Linked DNA regions of Mus musculus: region 1 is linked to region 2. A link is a contact called in public promoter capture Hi-C data. All regions are on one chromosome and are shown on one strand. Each heading gives the region's core, a stretch centred on a gene start, on an enhancer-like site or on the middle of the called end of the contact. The rest is flanking DNA. Distances are from core to core; before and after follow the strand shown.

What was found. Promoter capture Hi-C pulls out the DNA fragments that hold promoters and counts their contacts.
Region 1: a promoter capture Hi-C map of pre-B cells shows a contact between it and region 2, with 2.6 times the contacts expected there. The contact joins the promoter of Trp53i11 here to the promoter of Kbtbd4 in region 2. A contact is called at or near these places in 1 of 39 promoter capture datasets (pre-B cells) and 1 of 484 Hi-C or Micro-C datasets (B cells).

The regions. Positions count from the first base shown.
Region 1 is chr2:93,186,249-93,189,369 of GRCm38.p6, reverse strand. It overlaps Trp53i11 (transformation related protein 53 inducible protein 11), which reads right to left and starts at 1,822. Exons shown (of 8, transcript NM_001025246.2): 1 at 1,623-1,822.
Region 2 is chr2:90,902,620-90,906,010 of GRCm38.p6, reverse strand. Kbtbd4 (kelch repeat and BTB (POZ) domain containing 4) reads right to left here and starts at 1,271. Exons shown (of 4, transcript NM_025991.4): 1 at 1,102-1,271; 2 at 1-345. The coding sequence starts at 316. Ndufs3 (NADH:ubiquinone oxidoreductase core subunit S3) reads left to right here and starts at 1,290. Exons shown (of 7, transcript NM_026688.3): 1 at 1,290-1,427; 2 at 1,523-1,588; 3 at 3,067-3,164. The coding sequence starts at 1,364.

The DNA of each region.
Region 1 (3,121 bases), core at 573-3,072, 2.3 Mb before region 2:
TGAAGACCCTGCCCCTAGCCGGCAGCCTCTGTCTCCAGCAGAGGGGGCTGTCACAAGTCCAGGCTGTGAGTTGAGGTGATAGGAGCGGCAGAGGTCCTGGACCCAGAAAAATCAAAGCCAGGAACAGCAAGTGAAGGCAGACATACCTGAGAGTCCAGAAGAAGAGAAGCTAAGGCAGAGGGCACCTAAGACACGAAGGCCAGAGGGGACTCTAGGAGAGCGCTCTGTCTGTACGAAGGTGACAACAGAAACCCGAAGTATATTCTGACTTTCCAAAGATCCTACAGGAAAATAGTATTTTTTTTAGCCTCGGACTGAGCCAGAGGCTGCCACTAAGGGGCGGGTGGTGTTCTTCCGGATTCTTCCAGGAGCCCACCAATCCCGCCGGCGGCAGGTGGCGGCCTTTCTCCAGGAGCCTCCAGACGGGAGACACAGCTGGGTGGGTGTCCCTGCAACCCAGGGACTTCTACACTCTCTCCAGGCCCCATCCAGAAAGTTTTTCTAAAAGAAACGAAACAGGAAGTCCGTGCTGGGGGACTTTGAGGAGGCCTTGGCCGTGTGCTTGTAAAGCTTTGGGTCAAAGTGGGAGTGGGTCCTGGGCCTATCCCTGCTCCTCCACCTCACAGGCAGGAGGAGAAGCCCGCTCCATCCAGGATGCAAGAAGGCGACGAAAGGGGAGCCGAAGCGAGCGGCTGGCCTCGCTGTGCCCCGAGGATGGTGCGCGTAATATTTTCTGCGCACTACACGGGACCCCAATCCATCCTGCGCCAGGCAATGGCGCTACACTTTACAGCTGTCTGCGCGGTTTGGGAGAGAGAGTCGCCCGGGTCCACCTGCAATACCCTCCTGACACCACCACCCCCGACTGGGGTCAGGCCCAAACACTTTTCTGCCCGCTCCTCTCCAGCAGGGACTCAGGAGTGTCGCCGGCTTTGCCCCTTCCCCCTCTGATCTATCTTCATCTCCGCGCCGAGGACACTCCCCCACTTTGTGAAGCGAGAGTCCGCGACTCCTCCAGTCCCCGGCACCCACACAAAAGGTCCGGCCAGACCACTGGACAGCGGGAACCCCTCCACCTTCTCCGCCCGCGTACCCGTGGGGGCGAGGACCCGGAAACTCGCAAGTTTACACCGCGCAATCCTCCCGCCGGGAAACAAAGGCGGGAGGAGGGGGGGCGGTGGCGAGAAAGGGGGAGGGGACCGAGAACCAAGCGCTGAAGACAGAGACCCCGGGATAAAAGAAACTGCTTTACTCTCCGCTCTCACTAGCTCCGAATCAAAGAGATAAAGCCCTGGAGGAGGCCGAGAGCGAAATAAACAGCCCCTGGGGAAGGAGGTGGCGGAGAAGAGAGCTGGGGGAGAAAGGGAAACCGAGTCAGTGCAAGGGGACAAACGAAAAGGACAGAGGACAGTGCCAGTAGGAGCTCAGCGGGGGTCTCGGGCGCCCGCCGCCCCGCAAGTGCCAAGCTGTCCTGGCGCCCGGCTGTCGTTCGCAGGGTGCTCGATGCCCCCAGCGGTCCCTAAGGCCCCCCGGCGTCCCCGGGCTGCGCTGCGCAGGCAGCGGCCAGCGCGGTGGCAACGGCGGTGAAGTGTGAGGCTAGCGGCTGCCGGCAGCAGACTTACGTTCCTGGCGCGCGGGGTGCTGCGCTCGCGGAGCTGGCGTGCCCTGCGGACGCTCCGGCCCGGGGAGTCTCACATCGCGGCGCCGCGCTAGGCAGGCAGGGCAGGGCAGGGCAGGGCAAGCTGGACTCCTGGCGCTGCTGGGCTCGCCCGAGTCTGGCGGCCCGCACTGGTCCCTCCTCTAGTGCCGCGCACAAGCCAATGGCGCGCCGTCCCCTCCCACGCGCTGGGCTGCCTCGCCCCCGAGGTGGCCGGGGCGGGCACAGAGGGGTTGGGGGGGAGACCCAGAGCTGAAACGGAGGGCCTACCGGGAGCCGCCTGCGGAGGGCGCACCCTCGCTTGGCTAGGGGGATCCCCGGACGGGGACAACCTGCCGCTGTGCCACCCAGGACTTTCTCGGAAGTTCTGAAGACAGCGCCCCTTTCTCCCGGACTGCAAACATACCCCTACGGGTTTATGAAACATCCATTCTCAGGCCTAGGCCGGTGTCTAGGGTGGAAGGAAGGCACCTGCTATGACTGTTAGGGTCCCCCACGGGTGAAACAACACGGTTAAAAGCAATTTACAATTCATCGTTTGCTAAACCACTTTCAAAAATAAAACCTTAGCGTTCCCAGCAGTCCAATAGGACTAGTCCCAGTTCACAAAACTTCGAGTCATTAATACATAGCCAAGGCCTTAAGATAATTGGTGAATGAGTGTTCTGTCACCCAGGTCACCCATCTCCCCAGTTTGGTGTGAATCCCAAATGACAAGAACTCTTACCCGCTGAGACTTCTACTGCAGTTGCTGTGCTATGTGCTGCGTGTGGCAAGGTTGGATCTTATCTGTGGCTTCAGAGTATTTGTTGGTGGAAGCAAACAGCTCATGCCAAGAGAGAGTCCCAGGTGAGTCTTGAGAAGTCTCTCAAACTAAAAAGACCAGCACCTACAACCTGTCCCATGCCTGGCTCTGGACTCCCTGAGAAACCCTTTATAGCAGTTGATTTTTGCCCAGGGCCCTGCTTCCTGCTGAAAGAAACCTCTGGATCTTGTCTTCTGGACTGATATAGTAAAGGCTTGAGGGAGGGTGGGGACTGAGAGAAGCAAGGTTGAAGGTAAAGAACTGGGGCAGAGATGGAGAGTAGCTGCCCCTCACTATAACTCAACTAGGTGTGCCTCTGGCTCCAGAGTTAAGTTTTGCTTTTCTGCTCCAGGCTACAGAACTAGAATACCTGGGTTCAAATCCTGGCTCTGTTGTTTAGCTTAGCCCTAGGCAAGCAAGTTTCCTAACCTCTCCAAGTCTTGCCTCCTTACCTACAAAGGGGTGTGACCTTATAGCAGGAAGTACCTTGTGGCTGTTGCTGAGATTCCAGTTACAGCTGCAGGCCATGTTAACCAAACCTGATCATGTGTGAGGTGCTAACATACCAGGTAGGCTCCATGGCCCTCCCAGTGGCTGGGGCTGGACAGGAGGGGCTGTGCCCTTTGCAAGGAAGTAAACAGAAGAGTGTCTGGTGCATA
Region 2 (3,391 bases), core at 22-2,521:
CATGGTATATATAGTCAACTAGGAGCTGGAAAACAGACTCGCTGACATCCTGCAGCACAATCACCCGGTTGTGAGCCTCCTTCAGGTTGGATGTGAACATGGATCGGAAGAAGCAGCTCTGAGCTGACAGGACCAGCCGGTGCAGCTGAAACTCTCGGCCTTCCACTGAAATGGTGACATCAGCAAAGAGCTCCTCCTCTAAACACAGTTTCATGATGCCCTGAGCCACTCGGCCTGAGTGAGACCGGTCTTTGAAAGTATAGTTCACAAAGTAGTTTTCATCCATGGATGCTCCAGGCTCCTCTGGTGACTCCATGGTAGCCAACTTCTCTCTTTGCCAACTATCTGCAAAGCAATATCACCCTAAGTATTTGGGTAATTCACAGACACAGTCCATGAATCCAACTGTCCAAGTCAAGACAGGGAGAAGGGAGACACTGGAGCAAAGTGGGTCCAGAATGGCCTTATTCCTGGTCTTGCCAATGTGGCCTATGCCATTCCTCCAGTTTTCCTGCAGTGGGGCCTCTCCTCCAATGAATTCAATTAAAAGTTCCAACTCTGTTGTTTTTCCTTGAGGTAAAATTGGATATTCCTGATCGTGATGTAACAAAAGACTTGGGACTTAGGTTAGCTCATGAAAAAGACGAAGGAGGAAGCCTATGATCTTAAAACCAAATAATTTGGATATACAACTAATGAGACTCTGGAGAAGCATAATTAGGCCAAACTAAGACATCCAGGTATTGTTGTTACATTCCCTCTTTGCCTGGACATAAGAGTGCAGACCCCCCAATACTGAGGCTTGGGCCTGGACTTCCACTTTTACTCTTTTCTAAGCTGCTGTTTCTTACTTACCTCTCGCTCCAGTGAGTTCTTAAAGAAGCCCTTGAGAGCCCAGCCGTCCCCGGCCGGGGGCACAAGGAAGTCCATAACCCTGTGCAATCTGACCGTGCCACCTGGAGTCGCCTAGGAAACGGTCTCCAAGGAAACCGTCCATCGTCTCCCCCCCCCACCCCGCCCCCCATTAAAAAAGCTTAGCTCAAGAGCCGGCGCGGTGTAGAACTTAGAACCCAGAACGCCCACCCTTTCCCTTTCTCTCACCGGTGCGGTTCGTTGCGTCTTCTTCTCTTCGGCCTCCGCTGTACCGAGATAGGGCTACGTACACCTCACGGTTTCCCCACCTGCGGGTCTTTCTTACCTGCGATACCTCCTTTCATGCCAGGGCTCAGATCCGGAACCTCTGCTTCCCGCCCCGCGTCCGCCCGGAAGAAGAGTCACTGCACATTTCCACTTCCGGTCCGTGCCCTTGGGGCTCCGTGGCCTGCGTGTGTTCTCCGGCTACTTAGTCGGCACACTAAGGAACATGGCGGCGGCTGCAGCCAGGGTCTGGTGTCGTGGGCTCTTGGGGGCCGCTTCCGTAGGCAGGGGTGAGCAAGGAACAGCAGCAGGTTGAGACCACGGGCAGCACGGAGACCTCCCCGAGTCTCACCCGCGCCTTTGTGCCTTTTCTCTCCCTGTGCAGGGGCTGGGCGACCCTCCGTGCTGTGGCAGCACGTAAGAAGGGAGAGCGCGGCGGCTGACAAGCGCCGTGAGTATGTGCGGATGGCGCTTTTTCCCCCAACGTTAGCTGGGGCCTTTCGTTGTTTCTGTCAGATGTTTGTCCTTGCCTTGGAATGTCCTTCCCTCCTGGCAAATCTCTGCTTGTCCTTGGAGATTGCTATGGTCTCCACTTTGCTGTTAGAATCGAGCACTTCCTGTGCCCTAGATATTTGTTCCCTTCTGATCTTGATCGCCTTTTGCTCGTTATCAGGATTTGATTTTTTTTTTTGTCCTCCGATGAAATTGTCTTTGAGCGCAGGTAACAAAAACTTTTGAGACTCAAAGTCCAAAATAATTGTAGCTCACATCAATTTAGTATTTACTAGGCACCTTGGACTTCATAAGAGCCTGATGAGACGCATAACGTTTTACTGTCCATATAGATGTAGATCATGAAGCGGTCCAGATAATTAAATTATTCAGTCACAGTTCCAGTGAACGACAAAGCAGGTCTGTTTCCAAGTGCAGAAAATACTTAATCCTTGATTCTGTGATGTGTGGGTGCTCAAGTACTTGAATGACCCTGTGGTGATTTTATGTTCAGTCAACAGAATCACACTGGGAAATAGAAAGCTTCTTTTCATTCCAGGACATCTATTACACAAAGTGACAGGGGATAGAGTATGGGCAATGAGGTAATCTTTCAGGGTCCTTCAGCCCTGAAGTTCTCTGATTAAGAACTTGGTATAAACAAGTACCAAGAAGGGAAAGAGAAACAGAAGTCTGGTTTCCATCCTTAAAGAGCTCTGAGTCTGAGAGAGGAGCTGCCACTGTTGCATTGTTACCATGAGTACAGGAAGTGAGGAACAGCTGTGGAACAGTGGAGAAAAGAAGCAAAGATTGCCCAACACAGTAACAAGAGTGTATGGACCGAGAAAGAGAAATGGTGTTGCACTCTGAGTTTTTTCTTTTTCTTTTTTTTTAAAGATATTTTTATTTTTTTATGTATGTGAATATACTGCAGCTGTCTTCAGACACAGCAGAGTAGAGAATCGGGTCCCATGTGGTTGCTAGGAATCGAACTCAGGACCTCTGGAAGAGCAGTTAGTGCTCTTAACCACTGAGCCATCTCTCCACTCCCTTCTCCCTGAGTTTTAAACACTTCCTAATTCCTGGAAGGTACTTTACACCTATGCCTCTTAAGATCCTTCAGGGAGGGCTTGGAGAGGTGGCCCAGTGTTTAAGAGCACTGGCTATTCATCCCAGATACAATTCCCAACATGGACATGTCAGTTCAGAACCATCTGTAACTCCAGTCTCAGGGAATCTAACATTCTTTTGGCTTCTGTGAGCATCAGGCATTCATGTGTGCATAGACATATATGCAGGCAAAACACCAAAATAAATAGTAAAAGTAAACTTTTTCTTTTTTAATGAAAATTCTTCAGAAAGACCTGAGAGGTTAGTTAGTTTGTTTGTGTGTGTGTGTGTTTGCTACCTTCTCCCTTCATGCTTTTTCCTTTCCAGCCACTGTCAGACCCCGGAGTGATGTGACCCACAAGCAGCTCTCAGCATTTGGAGAGTATGTGGCTGAAATCTTACCCAAGTATGTCCAACAAGTTCAGGTAATATTCGTTGTCCTTGGGTCTGGGCCAGGAATTCACCATGGCACCTTAAGTCAGTAGTTCTCAACCTGTGGGTCGTGACCCTTCTGGGGTTGCTTATGACCATCAGAAAACACATATGTTTAGGTTATGATTCATAACTGGCAAAATTATAATCATGAAGTAGCAATAAAAATAATGTGGCTGGGGGTCACCACCACCTGAGGAAGTGTGTATTACAGGGTCAC